3 separate regions of the Zea mays genome follow, and all the other regions are linked to region 2. Evidence: chromatin contacts called from public Hi-C data. All regions are on one chromosome and are shown on one strand. Each heading gives the region's core, a stretch centred on a gene start, on an enhancer-like site or on the middle of the called end of the contact. The rest is flanking DNA. Distances are from core to core; before and after follow the strand shown.

Evidence for each region. Hi-C and Micro-C count contacts between places; a contact is called where the count stands out from the background.
Region 1: a contact with region 2 is called in a Hi-C map of ear, with 2.3 times the contacts expected there. The contact joins the promoter of LOC100273767 here to the promoter of LOC100284560 in region 2. A contact is called at or near these places in 4 of 25 Hi-C or Micro-C datasets (ear, leaf, root tip and 1 more).
Region 3: a Hi-C map of tassel shows a contact between it and region 2, with 5 times the contacts expected there. The contact joins the promoter of LOC100127515 here to the promoter of LOC100284560 in region 2. A contact is called at or near these places in 2 of 25 Hi-C or Micro-C datasets (ear and tassel).

The regions. Positions count from the first base shown.
Region 1 is chr2:59,695,142-59,698,551 of Zm-B73-REFERENCE-NAM-5.0, reverse strand. LOC100273767 reads left to right here and starts at 2,153. Exons shown (of 4, transcript NM_001148171.1): 1 at 2,153-2,520; 2 at 2,649-2,902; 3 at 3,000-3,211; 4 at 3,311-3,410. The coding sequence starts at 2,433.
Region 2 is chr2:59,949,521-59,952,531 of Zm-B73-REFERENCE-NAM-5.0, reverse strand. LOC100284560 reads left to right here and starts at 1,617. Exons shown (of 2, transcript NM_001157455.2): 1 at 1,617-1,957; 2 at 2,040-3,011. The coding sequence starts at 1,675. The coding sequence ends at 2,842. It overlaps LOC100191324, which reads left to right. Exons shown (of 8, transcript NM_001136758.1): 8 at 378-918.
Region 3 is chr2:59,776,660-59,779,632 of Zm-B73-REFERENCE-NAM-5.0, reverse strand. LOC100127515 (ZCN4 protein) reads right to left here and starts at 1,632. Exons shown (of 4, transcript NM_001112772.1): 1 at 1,302-1,632; 2 at 848-909; 3 at 543-583; 4 at 1-433. The coding sequence starts at 1,502. The coding sequence ends at 207.

The DNA.
Region 1 (3,410 bases), core at 904-3,403, 250 kb after region 2:
TTTCTTGTCAATATAATAGATCTAAACATAAAAAGTCTTGGTTCGGCCAGATGTGGTCGATAAAGACAAAGGAAAGAATGTCGTCATCGGTGACCCTCGCATGATCTATGAGAAAAGGCAAATTCTTTTCAGGAAAGTGATTTTATAGAAGACTCCTCATAGGAAGGAGACACTAAAGATCACCATTAAGACTAAAACACTAAGGACAATTATGCTCAGATATTCGATCACAATCCCCTGTCTTGCGTACACTGGATGGTCCGGGCCCTAAGGTCGAATGGTCCAGACCCCACGTGGAGGGTTCGGCTACCTACCATGGATGGTCCATGGATGACCAGAGATACCAGCAACCTCGGGCCTTCAAACAGTGATGTCCAGAGATAGATACGTGAAAGCAAAATACATCCAAGACATCTGACCGACTCGTTAGTGCCATCTCTATTTTTTATCAGGTCCTCTTTAAGTATATCAATAAGAAGGCCGCTCCACACGGTCGACCAATAAAACGACCTCATTCTCCAACCATAGAGAGGCATGCAAAAGTGGGTGGCCCGACACATGGGGTAAGGTCGAGTAAATTGTCCCAAGAGGTGGTTTAGTTGGTTCCATTAGTGCAACCAGCGTCAGCCTACCCATCCCTAGATCGCTCTCCTTCTCATGCTCGACTCTTGTGTGCTTCGCAACTGCCATGATGTTACTTTGAAAATCTAGTTTGTCGTCTTCTTGTACAACCACGGCGTAGAGGCGTACATCCGCTCTAGCTCTAGTAAATCCATGGAAATCGTGTGTTGTGGAGAGGAGAGGATGACACAAGTTATTTGTCTCGGGCACGGTGAGGGAAGTTCATGTGTTTTGGCTGGAGGCCAGGATTTATAGCGTGTTATTTGCCTTGGACGAGATAAGTCTTATCGAGAAGCATTGTTACCAGAGAGTTATCAAATACAAGTTGTTTTCTATATCTTTTCTTTTCTATATTTTATCTGTGTTTTGTTTTTCATTTTTGGCTAGTGAGACGATATTCAAAGTATAATTTGACTATATTTAAATAACCAATTAAAGAAGACACAAGATTGTATTTTACTATTTTCTACTAAATTTTTATTCATATCAATAAAAAAGGATAGCAATTAAGGAGTACTGGGTATGTGTCTGTGTGTTGCCATATGAGTTAAAAACAGTATAAAACATAGATACAAAATGATAAACATCATATAATATGCAAAAATCCGTGTGAAAAATATCACCGTAACACTAATATTATATTAACGATATAAATGTGTAATATTATTATAAATATACGGACTCCAATAGAATGAACTGATGTCGAACAAATATTATAATATCTTATAAATTATTTCTAAAGTATCAATATTGATTATTAAATAAAATATTAGTGTATAACAATTACCACACCGACATAAATTATTACTGGCCATCGAATAATTTAAACCAATCCTGAGTAAAATATTAGTACATAACACTGACATATACTAATATATAACCACAACCAATCCTTATTCATTGTAGATCCTAATCATTGTAGACGCAATCCTAATAGAATCGGATTATACTAATCACGAGCTCTCTAAAATTAAGTATACTCTATCTTGGGAGAGCCATTGATAGCAATGTGACTTCAGCCCCAATGCTGCGCTTATCTTTGATGGTGATAGATTGTGACTTCGGTCTCAATGCAGCACTTGACTTTGATAAGGTAAACCTTTGAACTTTGATACGTACTTAAAATCCTTCAGTGAGATAAACTCATTCAATCGCCAGCTAGGTTGTTTCTTTGAGAAATCGCACTTACTTGTATGTTGCAACAAAATTAAGTTAAAGAATATGTGACCAAAATTTAGCATCCACAGCCCTTCAAGCAAATTTCTGCTAAAAATGATAGCAGGGGAATTTCATGATTGAAATTGCATTTTGCTGAAACTATTCATGTCGACATGGAGTGGTAGCAAAGGATGGCAATTAAGGAGGATATGACTGTGACAGCGCTAGGGATTGCTGACTCTTGCAGTACCCATGTCATTTCCCATGTGCTGTGTGCCGCCTTTGGATGGGATGGGAGCATGGGACGCTCGTGCGGTCGCGGGCTGGCGGCATCGTGGCCTCATCTCGCGCTCAAGCTGCTCCCCGTAGTCCCATTGAGACCAACGGCAGCGCTCGCGTTCGTGTACGTTTATATTATTTTTTTATAAGGGAGCAAGAGGGCTCGGCGGCAGCGGCAGCGGCGACGGCGACCGCGACGGCAGTGGCAGTGGCAGTGGCAGGCTGTCAGCCGTCCCTATCTTGTGTGTCAAGCGCGAACTCCCTATCTCGTGTGTCAAGCGCGTTCGCGTGCGTTCTAGGCACAGGCAGCCGAGGCGAGCCCCTTCCGCTCAGTGGCCGCCGCCGGACCGTGGACGCAGCTAGCCCATCAGCCCATGGCAGGGACGGACGTCGCAGGCTCCGCACGCGGCTCCGATGCCGCGCTCGGCAAGACGGGCGAACCACCCGCCGCGGCGCGCTCTGGTACTCCACCTCTCCTACTGTGTTTTTGCCCTCTCTATCGTATCGGTCAACACTCATGTGTATTCGCTTGCCCGGCCGGCGTTCCACTGACATGATTTCAATCCGTGGCCTGTTTTCTCGTTCCTCAGGCGCAGCCAAGAAGGTGACTCTCGCTCTGCTAGCCTCCTTCTCGGCGCTGCTGTACAGCCAGATTCAGCCGCCGCCGTCTAAGATCCCCGGCACGCCGGGCGGGCCTCCGGTCACGGCGCCCAGAACAAGGCTCAAGGACGGCCGGCACTTGGCGTACCTGGAATCCGGCGTCCCAAAGGAGAAGGCCAAGTACAAGATCATATTCGTTCACGGCTTCGACTGCTGTAGATACGACGTGCTGAATGTCTCCCAGGTGACTACTATGAGTTTCTTCGACACAGTAACCGCAGTCACTCTTCTTTTCACTTTCAGAAGATTCAAGTGTTTGGCTTTGTGATGAACTCATGCAGGGGCTGTTGGAAGAGCTGGGAATTTACCTGCTGTCCTTTGACCGGCCCGGGTACGCCGAGAGCGACGCCCACCCGGCCCGGACAGAGAAGAGCGTCGCCCTTGACATCGCGGAGCTGGCGGACAATCTCCAGCTCGGCCCCAAGTTCCATCTCATCGGCTTCTCCATGGGCGGCGAGATCATGTGGAGCTGCCTCAAGTACATCCCGCACAGGTGGGTGCTACTATAGCTAGCCTAGTAGGCCAACTGAATGTCAGTACAGAGTACTTGAGCTTTTCCCTGTCATGTGTTTTCGTCTTGGAATCGGTCCAGGCTCGCCGGCGTGGCGATTCTTGCCCCGGTGGGCAACTACTGGTGGTCCGGCTTCCCGCCGGACGTGTTCAAGGAGGCGTGGCGCGTGCAGTTTCCGCAA
Region 2 (3,011 bases), core at 368-2,867:
GTATCATTGTTTCAGACTTGAGAAATATTGTAGCCTGAGTTGTATTAGCGGCAATGCTACACACCTTTTAACTTCCACAGTACTCTGCCTCCAACTAGCCACTTAATTTGCTAACAAGTAACAAGCGATTTGCTTATATATAGCTGCAATTTAAAATGTTTAAATCATGTATTAAACCTTGTAACTGCAGGTGATGGTACGGTTGCATTCCATTTTGTGATTTATGACAGCCACTTGCCCTCCCCATTGTTCGAGTGCCTATTTAGATTTTGGCTATTTCATAGGCTCCCTTCAGGAATTAACGACAGTTTGTGTTTTCTATATTCGTGGAGTAAGTTGGCTAACACACTCTACCTATGCACATTGTGGATTTACAGTACGTGTTGTGTGCAATATGCAAACTCCAACGATGGTCCAGCTGTGTGGTCCAAATGGGATGACTTGTTAGGCAAGTTGCATTCTAAGCGGCTAAGCCTGAAGCAATGTGATAGCAGCTAACAAAGCTACAATTTGTTTGCAACATGTACCTCTAGGGTCTACTCCCCCTAAAGTTTGTGCCATACTCATGTGTTTCCATTTGCATCTGGTCCTCTTTGGATGCAAAGTAGCATTGGATAAAGCTAGGGTTTTGTAAAATATGTTGTTTTTTAAAAGCGACGAACTCTGTTTGGATATGACAAATCTTGGTAGTTTATAAAAGCCATGGTTTTATTAAAACTGTGCAGTCATTTGGAGTTCTTAGTAACTCACAAGTTGTGGCCTCTTTTTTGGCTTATAGAACCACACTTTTTCGAGAAGTACATCCAAACAAGAGGCTGTATTGGATGTTTGTGGTTTGAGAAACTGTAGTGTCAGTAAACTTTGATTTTAGAACAAGATGTGTGCCAGACTTTGGTATAAAGAGGTGTGGTATTTCTCAAGCTTTTATATGTCCATGGTTTTTTTAGAACTACAAAGGTAATTACATCCAGACACCTGGTTTTTGTTGACAACAAAAATGTACCGTGGTATATCTATTTGGATTGGGTGGCTTCTACCCTTGTGCTGTTCGTTCATCGCCCGTTTCCTTCTTTTGAAATGGTTCATCATTTCCATGTTGTTGAATGAGAACTCGCATGACATGACCAGAGCTAGCAAACTCAAAAGGCTGAACCGGTGCCGCGCTGCGTGTTCCTTTGCCTTATGAGCTGGACAGCTAAATTTTCTCTTTGCAGATGATGCTAACCATGTATGTTCTGTTTGCGGTAACGTGGCAGTTAAATTCTCTTTTGCAGATGATGCTGACCATGTATATTCTGTTTGTGGTAACGTGGAGAGGATCTTACTCCACACTAGTATCAAGATCGAAACAAACAGCTAGATTTCATCAACTTGTTCCGTCTTCTGACTACGTACGTACTCTCGCCCTGCGTTCTTCCCCGGCATGACAAGCATGGAATCGTTTCATGTGATCCAGGTGAACAGTTGACTTGCCGAGACTTGATCCATGAAAAAGCCATGCTTGGTTCCAACGACACTGTCGTTAGTCAGAGACGATGTTCGCATAGCACACCCCCTCACCGCCGACTATTTAAAGGAGGCCTACTACACACAGTGCCAGCCAGTCACATCAGCGCGTCCGCCTTCACCTACTATCATCATCGTCTCCATCTCCGGCCGGGCACCCAAACTGAGATGGCGTCCGTCCGGCGGTCCGCCGTGGCCCTGATCGCCTCCTTTCTCGTCGTCGCGGCAGTGGGAGCCCAGCCGATGGACCCGAAGAACCCCATCTCGTCAGACCCCAATGTGATCCCCGTATACATGAGCCCCGGCTCGCCCCCCACCTACGTGAGCTGTTACAACAGCACCCATGGGCAGCAAGGGTCGGAACCCACGTGCTCCATCCTCGCGCGCCAGTGTCCCCGCGGTTGCCGGGACACCTGCTACGTCCACTGCCCGTCCTGCAAGCTCGTCTGCCGTAAGCAATTGCCGACGCACACTCTACAATCTACATAACCCAAGTATATATATAATCCTGCTCAAAGATTTTGATCGAGCAGTGTGCGAGCTGACCGGCTCGGAGTGCTACGACCCGCGCTTCGTGGGAGGCGACGGCAACAAGTTCCTGTTCCACGGCCGGCGCGACGCCGACTTCTGCCTGGTGTCGGACGCCAACCTGCACATCAACGCGCACTTCATCGGCAAGCGCAACGACGCGCGCGCCGCCGCGCCGGCGCGGGACTTCACGTGGGTGCAGGCGCTGGGCATCCGGTTCGGCGGGCACCGGCTGTACCTGGGCGTCCGGAGGACGGCCGTCTGGGACGACGCCGAGGACCGGCTGGCCATCACCTTCGACGGGGTGCCCGTGGCGCTGGACGCCGTGGCCGGCGCCAGCTGGAGCCCCGCGGCGGCGCCCGCGCTGTCCGTGTTCCGCACGGGCCCCGCCAACGGCGTGGTGGTGCGCCTGGACGGGCGGTTCCGGGCCGTGGCCAACGCCGTGCCGGTGACCGCCGAGGACTCGAGGGTCCACGGCTACGGCCTGCGCCCCGGGGACGGCAGCCTCGCGCACCTCAACGTGGCGTTCAAGTTCTACGCCCTCAGCGCCGACGTGCACGGCGTGCTGGGCCAGACCTACCGCCCGGGCTACGTCAGCGCCGCCGGGGTGGACGCGGGCGCCAGGGTCCCCGTCATGGGCGGCGCCGGAAGGTTCCAGGTGTACGGCGGCATCTTCGACACCAGCTGCGAGGTCGGGCGGTTCGCTGGCGAGGACCACGGGCCCGTGGGCGGCGTCACCGTGGAGGAGCCGACCGACGCGCTCTGCGGCAGCGGCAAGGCCAGCACTGGCCTGGTCTGCAAGAAGTGACGACTGACGAGGCCGGCGGTGTAGTGTTTTTGCTTGTGTGTACGTGCGTGCTGACATATATATAGCTGCTGCTGCGAAGTAAAGTAGTAGTGGTTCTATGTATGGCAGGGGGACCTAATAAGACTGTGACGTCTCTTGTGCTGTAGTCGTGTGGACAACACTGGAAAAA
Region 3 (2,973 bases), core at 383-2,882, 170 kb after region 2:
GACTGCTAGCAGATCGATCGAGACAGGTCAGCTAGCTAGCTCTCGCTGAAAGGTGTCATAAGCTCTTATTTGACGACGATAGCCACATACTGTAGGAAATAGTAATAAAGGCCACATATATAGTAGCTATAGATCGATAAATTTTGCATGCGCCATGCACGCGATGAGAAAGGAGATGCATGGGAAGAGGTAGCGGTGATGATCGATCAGCGGCGGCGCGCGGCAGTCTCCCGCTGCGCGTTGAAGTAGACCGCGGCAACTGGGAGGCCAAGATTGTTGTCGGCGGCAAAGCGGCGGGTGTTGAAGTAGTCCCTGCCGCCGCCGGACGAGGGCGGGCGCGCCGACTGCCGGCTGCTCTGCTTGAACAGCACGAAGACGAACCTGTGGATGCCGATGTACGGCTTCGGGCTCTCGTACATCACCAACTCCCTTCCTGCATCCATGTGTAATTGCGTACGGACTCGATTTTTAATTAGCTCCTGTCTAGCTAGAATTAGTTCGTTAACATTAAATCGATGATGAACTGAAGAAGGGGCGCTTACCGAAAGAAGCATCAGTTGTTCCAGGAATGTCGGTGACGATCCTGTAAAGAGGTGTCGACCAAAGTTTACTCTCTTGTCAGCTATATTTCATGCGTAACCGTATTATATATACGTGTGTGTGGCTGTGTGCACCTGGCTGCTTCAGTCATTTTTTAGAATGATTTGTGCAGCAGCTAGCGCGGAGCACTTCTAGTAATCCTTATAGTCAACTAGCTAGTCATATATGCGCTTGAACCTTTATGTACAATTGGTTCTTTCTTACTACTCTTAATTAATGAAAAAAACAGGCCGGTGTTTACGCTCACCAATGGATGTGCTCTCTCAGGTATGGATCACTAGGCCCTGGCACATCTGGGTCAGTCATGACCTGAAGAACACAACAACAATAATATATATATAATAACAAACGGCATCATCAGCTTGCAAAAGCTGAAATTTGTTACAGTACTACGGGCCTAATTAAGGCCCCGTTTCAATCTCACGGGATAAACTTTAGCTTCCTGCTAAACTTTAGCTATATGAATTGAAGTGCTAAAGTTTAGTTTCAATTACCACCATTAGCTCTCTTGTTTAGATTACAAATGGCTAAAAGTAGCTAAAAAAAAGCTGCTAAAGTTTATCTCGCGATATTGGAACAGGGCCTAAGCTGACGACGATGCATGCACTCACCTGTCGTCGTAAGCTAAGAGAGATTAACTGATCAATCGCATCTCAGTTTTGTGCGAGAGAAATTGAGGAGATATCAACAAGGGAACCAACCAGCGTGAAGAAGGACCTCATGTCGTCGCCCTGAACCTCCACGCGCGGCTTGGACAGAACCGCAGACGGAAAGAACTCATGGCCGTTGAACACCTGCTTGTTGGATCCGTAGGTAACCGTCATCTTCACCGTGGGGTTGAAGTTGTCGATGACCTCCCCGATCACCTTGCCGACGACCAGAGGTTCCAACGCTCTAGACATGGCTAAGCTCTGATAATATATATGAGAGGTCGTAGCAGTCTTGGTTTGCGGCTCAGTGGCCGACGCATTCCTCTATTTATAGCCAGCCGCGGGCTGGGAGAAATGGAGCGTGAATAATTAACAACAGCATTCTTGACCCGTCGTTTTCGCCTGAATCATTGGCTCATTGTCGTAAAACACAGGCACAATACAAAAAGGTCTTGGGATCCGATTATTCCCGAAAGGTTCGACAAGGACATGCATGACGACCATTGGTTCCCTTCTTCTCTTTATAAGAAGGCGGTGGCTAAAGTAATGCGTTGCCGGCTCATATGCACAAACCGCTTTGGTCAAACATGTTTTGTTCTCAGAGAGTTACAAGAGTGATTTGCAATTGCAAGGGAGCACAACATAGAACTACAGCAAATCCGACGACCACAATTATTTCGAGCGGCTGTCCTTGAGACCGTCAAAAGTAATGTAATTTTTGACGGACTATAGTGGCTGTCAAAAATAATATAATTTCCAATGACTGTCAGACAAAGCCCTCAGAAATTATATTATGTCCGATGGTTTAGTCTGATAACCATCGGATAATTTCTGACGGTCTTTGTTTAAGCCTTCAGAAATAGGATAAGTTAGGAAATGGACGAGCCAACACCATTCGCATTCCTCCCGGCCTCACGCGCGTTTTCTTCAACTCGCTTTCTCTGTTGACGACTGACGCCGGCCTATATCGAGCCACTCAACAAGCCGTCGCGTCGTTTCACCATGCGCACCCGTCGCCCGCCCGCGCCCCCTCTATTGCGCCAGCGCCCATGCCCGCCACCGAGCGCCCGCATCGTCCATGCGCCCGCATCGTCCACCAATATGATTTAGGAGCTGTTTGGTTCAGCCATTTTAGACCCGTAACCATTCCCTGGGATAGCTGATACCGTTCCTTAGAGTTTGGTTAGTGTACTCCGTAATTGATAACAGCGTTATCAGATATAAGCCTGTAGAATCTCATTCCCACTCCCCACCTATCGTCATCCAATACCATAAAAACAGAAAACGCTGCCCACAATAACCAAACAAAGGGCAGTAATCATTACTCTGCACCGGATAACACCGGCTGCTGATTCCATTGTCGTTACCACTCCTTACACCCAACCAAACAGCACCTTAGTGTTAGTTATTTCCGACGGACAAAGTGTGATTATAGAATTTAATTAGATTGTTTTAGTCCACCAATGGGTGTTTTATATATTTAAAGTTTTAATTTTTTAGAGTAATTATTAAACCGTTGAAAATTACTAACACTAAACAATGAGCAGTTCATATTTTAAAGTTCAATTATTTAGAACTACCACATATCAAAGTTTCATTTCCTCGTCCAACAACGATTTAGAAGCTCATAATAAAAGAAAGAGATGTGAGGTGCATATATATGGTAGTTCTACATTGATAGCACTGTCATTCTCGACGAGGGTATTGACAATCTTCCAAATTT